Regions from separate parts of the Sus scrofa genome. Here regions 2 and 3 are each linked to region 1. Evidence: chromatin contacts called from public Hi-C and HiChIP or PLAC-seq data. All regions are on one chromosome and are shown on one strand. Each heading gives the region's core, a stretch centred on a gene start, on an enhancer-like site or on the middle of the called end of the contact. The rest is flanking DNA. Distances are from core to core; before and after follow the strand shown.

Region 1 (3,930 bases), core at 1,257-3,756:
AATTTTGATCTGGTCACTAACTTCCTAGGAAACCCTTCTTTTATTCCTCAGGAAAGCAAGAAGTATAATCCCTGCAGATAGTTCTGAGGACCAAATGGGATGAAAAAGATTGAAAATGAGGGCAGTATCTGTCACCCTTGTGAAATATTGGAAACACATCTGTGATTTAAAGGAAAGAACATACTGCATACTGGTTTCCCTTTGCGCCTCTTCTATGTTCCCGGCCTTTGGAAGGTGCTTACGGGATGGAAAGAATCATTTGCCATCTATCAGCGGAGGCCTTTCATTGAGACCCAGGCTGAGAAGATTTCTCTTGTGTAGTGACCATATGAATAGGCATTCGCCCCAGACCTGGATTTGGGCTGGACAACACACTCATGACAGCTTCAGAGAACTGGGTCGCCTGTTCTCCATGTGACTTTTGCTATCCTTGGAAAGCCAGGCAATTCTCTTGTCCCTTGGAAAACAGAGTCCTGCCAGCTAGTTTTCACATTCTCATTGAAAGAGGGCCACCTTTTGATGGCGATAGGCAAATTATTGATGTGCTTGTCCTGCCATGCACGTGGCACACTGAGTGGGTTTGTACTCTAAGAGCTTTGTGCTGTGGAGCTGCAGGAAGCTGGTACTTATCCATGGTGAGAAATGGGCTGTTTGAGGCACTTTTGAAGGAAAAAAAAAAAAAAAAAAAAGTCACACAGGTCTTGTTCCTCAAGCCCAATTGTCACCTGAAATGCTGCTACCAGTTCATCAAATGAAAAGACCACCAACATCTTTTTAATGGTCCTGGCCCCAGATGTGGCCTGTGCATCTGTGGGAATTGGACATCCATTTGTTGGTGCCAGCAGACAAGCCCACCGTTCTTCATACCTACCAGTCTTTCTCTTCAAGGTGAAATGGTCTTTCCAGATCCACTGGAAGCAGACAAGGCAGGACTGTAATCCAAGGCTCCAAGATGAACCGGGCATCTAGACCAGTCCCCAGGAGCTGACCGCTGAGCAACATTCACCTACTCACCATGGAAACCAGTGATGGAAGGATGATCCTCCCAGTAAAGATTCTGAATGGCAGCGCTGGTGCAGACGGGGTAGAAAGGATCTTTTAGAAAACCCAGGCTTGGCTACTGTCCCTCCTATGAAGAAAACATCCAGAAACAGCAGATACAGGACAGAGTCCAGTTGTCTTCAGTTTTGTGGGTCCTTGTATGAGATCTAAATGGCCTTCCACAGAGAGGGAGGTTAGAGGTGCTGTGCTTATTGATCAGTTGTCTGAATTTTGTAAAACTCCCAGGGCATACTTTGATGGTGACTCCAGATGACACAAAAAGGAGCTTCATCCTGCTGGGCTCAGGTACAGAACATGCTGGGAAAAACAGATGAAGTCACCTGAGAGGTATGGGGCAGGGCGCCAACACAAGACATTGTCAGTACAAGCTCTGCTGAAGGCTCCAATCCTGAAACCATCTCGCTCCATTCTGTAGTATCCTGCAAGCCATGGCATAGGGAATAAACGGTTCCAGCTGACATCCTTCAAGACCACAGAAGCCAAAGCCCTAGACAGGTAGTTCTAGGGCCAAGATGTCCAGGTTCCTAGAAAATGTCATTCTTGGTGTCCACACAGACTCACTCGCAGAAGATTAAAGGGACAAAACAAAAATAACTTTAGAGAAAAACAGATTTGTTTTTAACCAGTAAACATACATGGCTACTGGTTGATCTCTTTTTACCCCTTGCAATCTTGGAAGCACAAGAAGTTTTAACCAGAAAGCGCTCAGAACTTCCTTGTGAAACAATCATTCTTGAAGGTAAGAAAGGTAGTCTGGGATTTGCTTCTTTACTCTGGGAGGACGTGGCAGACTGTCGACACAGAACTGAATTGGTGCTTTTCTACATCCGCATCTTGCAAATTCACCGATAATGCTCCCATTTTCATAAGTTTAGTTCTTGGATCTGGAAACGTGGTGTCAGTTGAAATCCGGGCTTCAGTTCAGGTCCTAAAAGGGCTACTGCTGTCTTTGGCACAGAAACAACACCTCAACACAAACACCCCTTAAACGGAACCATGGAAATACGATCCAAGCCCACAAAATTTAAAAAGATAAGCCTAAAAATATGAAGTGACACTTCACCCCTCATGGTGCTAAATACTTCAGGCATGGACTTCCAAGATTCCAAAGAATGCTTAGGCAAAATAGCCCCGAGTCCTGAAAAAAGAGTCTTAGCATTTGGACTTTCACTCTGCATTAAGAATCATCTTTAAAACCAAATAAATGTATATATGAGTATAGGTAGACATGTTAAGTATTGTGTTCTAGATCTTTAATTTTATTCTAAGGTAAATGAGAGGTGATTTTGAAAAAAAAAAAAAAAAAAAACTTAGAAGATTAATTCTGGCCCCTTCTAATTTCGTCCTCTGTTAATCTCTGAAACATATTTAGATGAATGCATTCAGAAAGAGGATGGTTCAGCTGGTCTATTTTTGATCCAAGCTGGGTAAACTATGTCATTGTGTCACCTACTATGAAATCTCAGCCTCAATGACGTGGGCGCTTAATCATCTATCCTTTACTCAACAGGCCAAACTGGGAGGTGGGAAGTCTTTCTGTTGACTAATCAGAATGCCCACACTGCCCCTCCCCCTGCCACCTCCCCCACCCCTGGGGGGCGGGGGTGGGGGTGGGGGAGGTGGCAGAGGGAGCAGACCCAGCAGAGAGCTGCAAATACCAGAGTCAGATTCTAAATTGAAAACTGCCACCAAGACACAGGAGCAGAGAGATAAAGAGAAAAGGGAAAAATAAAAACGATGCAGCCAAAACGAATACCATGGAGCTGAATGACCGTACCTTGGCAACGGCTTTGCCATCAGAATTGTTGTTGGAATCTTTGCTGCCACTGAATGAATCTCTCCTCTGCGGGCATGGTTTCTTTTTGCGTGGTCTGCCTTTAAGATTTGGCGCTGGAAACAAATGGAGAACAATTGAGAGACATTCTCATTAGCTTCCTCACTACAAACCAAGAATCTTACTACAGTGGCGCCCTTTAATTGTTCAGAGACATGTCCACATCTGGGGTAGCCTCCCTCCCCCAAGATCTCGATGGACACTACACTTCTGTCCATGTTTCCCAAAGCCAAGCTATGACACTTGAACATGTCTAATTGACATAAATATAACGAAGCCCTTAGTTTTAAAGGATGTTGATAAGGAAAACGCACTTCCCCAGTGTTAGAAAAGACAGCCCTTAGCCAGGCTCCTTCTTTGCTTTTTGTTTTGTATCTTCTTTTTAGAAACCTAAATGATAATGCCAGCCCATTATGGTATCAAAGTAATGTAACGTTTGAAAACATCTCTCTTGGAAAGTGGAGACGTGAGCGTTTTCTCAAATTATGAGAGAGAGGAATTCACAATAACAATTTGAAAAATATTACATGCATTTACTAATAACGTCGTGACCAGCATGTTTCAAATCTCTGTGAATCTGGCAGGTACATGTAAATCAGCATGCTCTCTTCTCATTTTCAATATCTATATAGTTTTAAGGAAGATCTTGGGGGTTATTTAAAATAAATTCCAAAGATCACACAACAGGAGTTAGCTTGATTCCGTGGAGATTATAACTTTTTAAAAGCCACAGACAAGACCCAAAGCAAAGTTAATTTTATCTTGGATACTGAGCTTGAATCCCTTTAAGAGCCTTACAGAAAGGAGTTGCGGGGGAAAGGCTGCTGTTTATTGAGTGCTACATTCAATTTCACCCATCATCCAAGTCAAACAAAATGCAAACAAACCAACTGACTAGCCCTTGAAGAATTCCAAATTAATGAATTATACCCCAAGCAATTTCTTTAGGACTTTTTAAAGTACCCCCACTTTTTATTACTTTAAGGTATGATTATGACCATGGAAAATCCGAACAACTCGAACCCTCTTAATTG
Region 2 (3,793 bases), core at 277-2,776, 290 kb after region 1:
GATTTCCTTTAACAAATTTCGTCAAAAGTAGAGTTAGGGCATACAGGGCATATTTCAACATGTCTTTTTTTGTGAAAAGTGAAATACCAGAGCTCTTAAAACTACTAAGTTCAACACTGTATGTTTGATTCTTAGATTGACCTTATCTTGTAACTTCCTCAGGATGAGAGATGGTTCCATTATAAATAGTTAGAAAATAACTAATTCTTTTCAAAAATATTTTTAGAAGCCATTGAAAGTATATTTGTTTAGCTTATTAAGTTAGACTCTAAAAGGCTTATCCCTGAACTCAGTGTAAAGTATTTCAAGCAGTTCTGACAGTGGGTAAATTTTTGTTTGGTTTCATCTAGGGTGTCTATTTAAATTTGAGGTTTTTAATATTTAAAAAATTGAGGAAATAATCCTCTAAATTATTCCTTGTTTTAAGAATCGAAAATTAAGAATTAGTATCTGTCAATTAGTGAAAATAGTAAGGTGAGTTATGTAATTATCTTTGTGGAAAGCCTATTTAAAATACAAATTTAAAATTCTGATTTTATAAATGTTGCTTTTTAATTACATCTGGTGATAGCTTATATGAAGATGAAGCTATTTCATGGCATTTATGCTTGAAAATACTCTTTTTTGTACAAGTACCTGTAATTTGCAGAAATATAGGAGACTATAAATCAGAATGGTTAGAAGAGAAACTACAATAGAAGAGCCCTAAGTCCTTGGTTCTAACCTGTCTTTTTTCATGGACTTCCTGTTATTTTCACAGTTTAAGTTATCTGAGTAAAGGGAGGCTGAAGCTATTTGGATAAAACTATACATGTAATTTACTTAACTTCAAAGTATATGGATTGAACTGAACTTCAGTCCTTGAAATCATCAGTTGGAGAAAAAAAAATCATAAAACTGTATTAAAGTTTATCTCATTTAGAAATATAAAGCTGTTTTTTTTTTTGATTAAACTAGAATGTAAGTTCGATGAAGCCTTTAGAGAAGTCAACATAATATTATTATTCTGACCTCTTAGACCCAAGATGTCTATTTTAAGTAATCTGACATTAAAAATGTGCTGACAAATATAGATTAAAAAACAACACAGGAAGTTGTAAATCAGTTGGTAAGCCTTAGCATCAAGGAAATAAGAGACCAAGAAAATATACTCATTCACTTCAGTCAACCTCAACCTTAATTTTTAACTAAAGAAAATTTGCAGAAGGCATGATGTTTACATTTTGGATATTTTATTCATAGTTTGTGTGTGTTTCCTTTTTCTCCAGTGGGCTCATAAATTATTACAAGGAAACATGTTGTCACAGTTATAAATATTTTCCTCTCTGCTTAGCTGCAGTCACCTCCCTCCCCCTCCTTTTTAAAATCTCCACTAACTGATTCTTTAACTGTATTAGGCACTCTTTGGTCAGCAGGGCAGGATTTTCTTGCTTCTGAGGAAACTGCTCCTGTTGATTACTCTTCTGTGCCCCGCATTCTAGAAACAGGGCTCTTTCAGGAAGCACCCAGGCCCTTCCTTCTCTGCAGGGCAGCCCCTTATTATTTACATGAGGGTGTCACTGTTGCAAAGACCTAAGAAGAGGCTTGTTTTCCCTTGCAAGGAACAGCTCTAGGTACTTTAAGGTTCCGAGGCTTTTCATGGAATCTGAATTCTTGGAATTCTTGGAAATTAACTACCAAACTGATTTTGTGGACAATAGCATATACAGCAAGATTTTTTTTTTTTTTAAAATCAGAAAAGACCTTTCATCTATAAGCTGTAAATCATGCTCGTTTAGTTAAAACCAGACAAACCGAACTGACAAGAACTCTGAAAAATTTAGGCGGTATCTATATTCCAGATTTTAATGTTTCAGAAATCTGGATTCCCCCCACCCCATAAACGTGTAGTCAGTCCTAGACTGGCTCTGCCACTCAGCAAAGAGTATGTCTGAGATGTGGTTTCTTTATTTGTAAAATTAGGGTTTAGACTAGGTCATCTCTAGTCCAGTGACAGATGTTATATCCCATGTTAGTAAATTTCAAGTGGCTTTTTCTCTATTTATACAAGACTCACAGTCGCCAGCCTGTGTAGACCCTCAGATTCAGTGTTTTTATGTCATGATGTGGAAGATTATTTGGATTACACACTCAGTACTTACTGGAATCTTAAACAGGCAGCAGCTTGTCCATTTATTTCTACTTAACTATCTTTTCCAACCAGCTCCTCCTTCCTTTGCTTTATCTCTCAGTAACATTGACAGCTTCTTGGTTACCAGACTCAAAACCTCAGTTGTTACCTCTTCCTTTTCACTGACGTTAAATCAGTCACAAAATGCGTCGGGGGTCACACCCACCGGCTTCTTCTTCGTGACAATGCTCACTGGGTAGGCTTCAGATCAAGGTCTTGCCTTAGATATCTTGAGCTCCAGCCATACTGAACTACTTGCTTGTACCCAATATGCACAGTGCCTGGAATATAGTGGGTGCTCAATAGATATTTATTATATGGAAAAAAAAAAAGCATGGATGGGGGTGCTTTTCCAGCTCAGAGTCTTGCCTGTGTTACCTCCTTTGCTGGGAGGCCACGTCTCCCTCTTTCCTGCCAGTAGACACTCCTTCTGGTCTTCCAGGAAAGCTCATTCACCTCAGTGATGTTCTTCTTGTGCTTCAGGGTATTTTGCGTGTTCCTCTTGATAGTACTTGTTACCCTGTACCTTGAGTGACAGCCACGTGTGAGAGATCTCCCATCACTTTGTGGACACTTCTTGAGGGCAGGGACCATGCCTTACTGATCTTGAGACCCTAGCTCAGGTCTTTGTACACAGGAGGCATTCATTAGGTAATGAGTCTTTCATTAGGGTTTTTCATTTAAAAATTTCCTGGGATGTCAATCTTTTTAATCAGCTATGGTTCAGTTCAAAGTTGTTGTGAAAAATGATACCACTTGGAGAAGCAAACCTAATGGTTTACTGTTGCATCAGTGCAATGCCTGTATTTCTCAGTTATGAATGGAGCCCTAGAGTATTTGATTAGCACAATGTAAACAACTGAACAGCTTTTCACTGACTTGACTATATTGCTTGAACTGACTAATAGCTGTCTTATAGACATGGTGCAGTTTAAAATTCTAGACACAGTGCAGTTTAAATTCAGAGATACCACTCTCCCACTAGTTCCTAATGGAAGTAATATCAGAAAATTGCTAGATTTCTTGAGCTGCCTGACTCCAGGGGGCATGATTCACATTGTTTTCCATGGATCGTTTGCCAGCACCCCTGACACCCAACGCAATGTGAATGGTATCCACTGGGGCTGTGGCAGCTCTGGCCACCAAGGGAAAAACAATATTGATAATGAAAAAAAGTAGCTCTCATTTACTGAGAACTTGCTCTCTGCATGGCACTGGGCTAGTTAGAAAATACACTGAAATGATTAGGTCCTTCAATTCACACCATATTGTGAGGAGAGGTTTTATTGATCTCATTTTTTGTTGAAGAACCTAAAGTTCAAGGAGGGTCAGTAACTTGGTCAAGGTCAAACAATTAGAGAATGTCAAATTCCATAAGAGCTTGAACCCAGATCTATTTTGCTCCAAAGGCTCTGTAGAGGCAAGTGAAACTCCATTGGTTCTTATGGAGCCCCCCAAATGTTTCTCTCCAGTTTATAAGTAAGGATATAGAGGTTCAGGAAAGTAAAATGATATATGTATACTAGATATCTGAGAGCACAGGTTCTCAGGGAATTTTAGAAAGAGAATCTGTTCACTGGTTCCTCACAGTACCACGGTGCACTGTTCCGAAGTAAGTTAACA
Region 3 (4,249 bases), core at 1,688-4,187, 360 kb before region 1:
ATATAGTTGAAAGCCTTTAGGCCCTGAACTGTGTCTTGATTTGCTACTGCAAAATTGCTTACCTTCTTTCATTATAATAGTAATAGGTGCTATTGTTTTTTGAGCATTCAACAAATAATAGCAATACCCAACACCGCATGAAATTGAAAATATGGAAGTACCAATTTTACTTACAATGTTCTAAAAGGTTTTGTAAGAAATTTTACAATATAAATTATTTGTTTAAGTGAGGGATTTAGAAAGAAAATCCAGAAAATGTCAGTGGTCAATCTTTCTGTGCTAGATTTGTGAATACCAAGGTACCCATTCAGTGAAATACTTTCTAGATATCAGACTCCAAGATGGAAAAGACCAAAGTTATTCAAAGCATAGGAGCAGTATTGACGTTCTGTCATCACTAAGACTGTTCCTTGATAGGAAGATTCTGAGGGTTAAGTCAAGTAGAGCATTGGCTCAAATTCCTCTTGGAGCTGATGAACATACATCAGGGGCCAAATCACAAAGACAACATGGGGAACATGAAAAATGTCCTCCTAAAACACATTTGTCCCTCAGTATTAAGCAGTGCTAATCTGGGCAAAGGCCGAACTCCCCAACAGAGCCCATGTTCAAAAGGCCATGACTTCCAGGTTTGATGAGCATCTGCTCATGAACATATAACTACTAGAAGCCTTGGTGGTAGCAAATCCCATATATAACCATTCTAAAAGATAAAGATTTTCCAACAGTTTGTTTTTACGGACAGAGAGCTAAGATCTCAACAGGTGATTTGTCTAAGCTCACAATGTATGTTTGTGACCAACTATATGATAGGACTCCGGATCTGTTCTTTATTCTATATCAAATCTCCTTTCTTCAGTGTCATTTTTAAATTTTTTTGAGTTATTTTTTCTTTTTAGGACTACACCTGTGGCATGTGGAAATTCCCAGGATAGGTGTTGAATCAGAGATGTAGCTGTCAGCCCACGCCATAACCACAGCAATGCCAGATCCAAGCCACATCTATGGCTTACATCTCAGCTTACAGCAACATGGATCCTTAACCCAATGAGCAAGGTCAGGGATCAAACCCGCATCCTCATGGATAATAGTTGGGTTCTTAACCTGCTGAGCCACAACAGAAACTCCTTAAGTATCATTTTTGGATGTTGATATCATTATTGGAGTCTCTGTTTGCACTGAGTACTAGGAAGGAAGGAAGGAAGGAGAGAGAGAGACAAAGAAAAGGAAGGAAGGAAGGAAGGAAAGAGAGAGAAAGAAAGACAGACAGAAAGAAAGAAAGAAAGAAAGAAAGAAAGAAAGAAAGAAAGAAGAAAGAAAGAAGAAAGAAAGAAAGAAAAGAAAGAAGGAAAGAAAAGAAAGGAAAGAGAGAAAGAAAGAAAGAAAGAAGAAAGAAAGAAAGAAAGGAAAGAAAGGAAAGAAAGAAAGAAAGAAGAAAGAAAGAAAGAAAGAAAGAAAGAAAAAAGAAAAAGAAAGAAAGAAAGGAGTTCTCGTCCTGGCTCAGTGGTTAACACATCTGACTAGGAACCATGAGGTTGCAGGTTCAATCCCTGGCTTTGCTCAGTGGATTAAGGATTCGGCAATGCTGTGAGCTGCGGTGTAGGTCACAGTTGCAGCTTGGATCTCACGTTGCTGTGGCTCTGGGGTAGGCTGGTAGCTATAGCTCCAGTTAGACCCCTAGCCTGGGAACCTCCATATGTTGAGGAAGTGGCCCTACAAAAGGCAAAAAAGACAAAAAAAAAAAAAAAAAAAAAAAAAGAAAGAAAGAAAGAGGAAAACATTGAAAATCAGCTATAATTTTAGAAAATAGATTTTGAAAGTTTTAAGAAGCAACCACAAAAAAAAAAAAGAAGAAGAACAAATAAATTCATGTAAGCCTCCCCAGTTAAAATGGCAAAATGTAGAATGGAAGATTTATCAGATTTTTTTTTTTATGAAACTCTCCTTAAAATGTTATCCATTCTTACTTCATTTTTAATCCAGAATCACATTCTCTGTTTTGTCTTGTCCTTATTTTTGAAAGATTACTTAATTGCACATACCCTTAGATCTAGAAATTCATCATAAACATACACTCCCAAAGAATTCTTGGATGTACAGTTACGGCAATAATCGAACCCATAAAAAGCAGAATATATTCATCAATAGGAGACTGGTTTAAAAAAAGTCAACATGGTATATACATAGACTATATTGCTATTAAAAGGAGAGAGAGAAGAAAAGAGATTTTGGACATATTATAAAGAGAACTAAGAACAGTATGCATGTATGTAGACTGCTCTATGTGAGTTTGTTTTTTGAGAGTTCATATACACATATATATGCTTTTGCATAGAAGAAAATCCTGGAAGGATACTTAAGAGCAGGACTATTTTCACTATTAGCATTACTACTTTAAAATAATTTCATAAGTAATAAGAAAGAGCAAGTAGGGGGGTGGGAAGCCATTGTGTTTTTCAGGATCTGGGGATGTTGGCCAAAATCAGTAGGTTTGTTGACCTATTGGTAAAAATTAATCCACCCAAGCAGGGCTGCTGGAACTGCAACCAGGGAATGTGATAGAGACAGATGGTGAAACACTTGACTTATACCAACTGCTTTGGTTTTCCCCTTTGGCCAAACACATTAAGAAACATTTAAAAGGGAAACACTATAATTATGCCCTACATGATAAATAAAAACAGCAGCAAAATTATAGGATTAGACTCTTAATCCTTATTACCACCTACTTAGAAGACGGGTGTGACAGCCATTCATTCAGGAATACACCTGAGGCCACACCTTATTTGTCATATTACATCTTGTTTGTCAGATACCTTATGCTTAGTATTACAGCAGAAAGAAAAATAACCACAGAAATTCCACCCAACAAGCTATCCAAATTAGCTGAGTGTTTGCATAGCCCTAGAAACTTTGCCAATGTCTCTTTCTCCTTCCTATTTGGCAGCTTGCACTTTGGTAGTGAGTGATGAGAGATTGTTTATAAAGTGTCATCAAGCTAGCATTTCCTGTTCTCTCGAGAGTTTTAGTTTTGTGGCTTGTAAAGCTTAAGGTAAAAACTTCATAGGGGTATATTCCACTCTATTTATATTATGTTATACTATATATCTTAAAATAAAGAGGGCCTTCACCATCTTTTTGTTTTTAGGGGAAAAAAAATGAAAATTTCATGGATATATAGTTCTGTTAAAGCCTTTCTCAAAAGCAATTTGAGGTCTATAAAACAAGAGCCTTAAAAATGTCTTTACTTTTTGAACTGGAAATTTTACATTTATAATTCCATCTTAATCGAAGAAGTAAACAAGATTTAGATACAAGGTTGTTCAAATTATTACTGTCATAGTGGAATCATTCTTCTGTTGAATAATAGAGTTAAATCAGCTACAGTGATTCATATGATAGAATGGTACAGTGTCATTAAGAATATTAGTGACAAGGTTCATATAAACTATTATTTATAATGTTAATTGTAGCTCTTTCTGAGATTTGGGATGATTTTATGATTCCCCGTACATTCTAAGTTTCCTACAATGAATCTTTTCTCTTATTACCAGAAAAACACAAATGTAAAAATGTACTGGTTTTCATGAAACTTTGTTCAGTAACTACCACTTACCCATTGAGAACTGGTGATTGGTTCCAGTCAGCCCTCACCTAGGAGTTGGCCCTTACTCACAGTAACCTCAGCAGCATCACCATCATTCTATACATGCCAGCAGAATGGGGCTGTAACTAAGTAAGCCTCTATGGCAAGCACTTCTAGTGCAAAAACATCAGAACTTTAATTTTTCCCCAGTTCTAATTATGATTCCCAGTGGTAGGCATAACATCCAGCTTCACACTGTCTTAGTCTCTGATAGGCAAAAGAGAGACACCCCCCCAAACCATCAATACAAAGGAACCTCATTTCTCCCCCTGACATTATAAGCCAGTTATTGAAACTTGCTGAGAAGTTAGAAGAATGGCATGTTATAATGTCCCTAATAAATTGAACTGTGGATAGATATTCAGGGAGTTACCCCACCAACACACACCCACACACAAATGCGCACATGCACACAGAGTTTAAGAGTAATAAACTGACTCCCAACTTGTTACTAACAGATAAATTTTTTCATCTTGTAGTTTATTTAAAAAGTCATAATCTGATTCTATTTGTTGTTTACAGTAATCTCCACTTAAGCATTTTGTGAAAGGATATCAGAAGGGCTCAGCAATCTTAAGGAAGTTTATCTTAAACAACTTCTTT

The links. A called contact is a pair of places that touch in the nucleus more often than the background predicts. HiChIP or PLAC-seq counts read pairs in DNA pulled down with a chosen protein or histone mark.
Region 2: an H3K27ac HiChIP or PLAC-seq map of skeletal muscle shows a contact between it and region 1. The contact joins two enhancer-like sites. A contact is called at or near these places in 1 of 47 Hi-C or Micro-C datasets (embryonic fibroblasts) and 2 of 2 datasets of contacts at active chromatin or transcription factors (alveolar macrophages and skeletal muscle).
Region 3: a contact with region 1 is called in a Hi-C map of liver, with 2.3 times the contacts expected there. The contact joins two enhancer-like sites. A contact is called at or near these places in 8 of 47 Hi-C or Micro-C datasets (alveolar macrophages, embryonic fibroblasts, fetal skeletal muscle and 5 more) and 1 of 2 datasets of contacts at active chromatin or transcription factors (alveolar macrophages).

The regions. Positions count from the first base shown.
Region 1 is chr14:65,552,642-65,556,571 of Sscrofa11.1, reverse strand. ARID5B (AT-rich interactive domain-containing protein 5B) reads right to left here. Exons shown (of 10, transcript XM_021072755.1): 5 at 2,840-2,952. Among named protein-coding and RNA genes, the nearest start is that of ARID5B, 150 kb to the right of the region's middle. Within about 2 kb of position 2,506, at least 21 of the 83 cell types and tissues checked have an H3K27ac peak or open chromatin away from gene starts, as enhancers often do. A contact at or near this core is called in liver and skeletal muscle, where this site is marked.
Region 2 is chr14:65,258,309-65,262,101 of Sscrofa11.1, reverse strand. All of the region lies in intron 5 of C14H10orf107, which reads right to left. Among named protein-coding and RNA genes, the nearest start is that of C14H10orf107, 110 kb to the right of the region's middle. Within about 2 kb of position 1,526, at least 17 of the 83 cell types and tissues checked have an H3K27ac peak or open chromatin away from gene starts, as enhancers often do. A contact at or near this core is called in skeletal muscle, where this site is marked.
Region 3 is chr14:65,913,524-65,917,772 of Sscrofa11.1, reverse strand. No RefSeq gene overlaps it. Among named protein-coding and RNA genes, the nearest start is that of ZNF365, 54 kb to the right of the region's middle. Within about 2 kb of position 2,937, at least 1 of the 83 cell types and tissues checked has an H3K27ac peak or open chromatin away from gene starts, as enhancers often do. A contact at or near this core is called in liver, where this site is marked.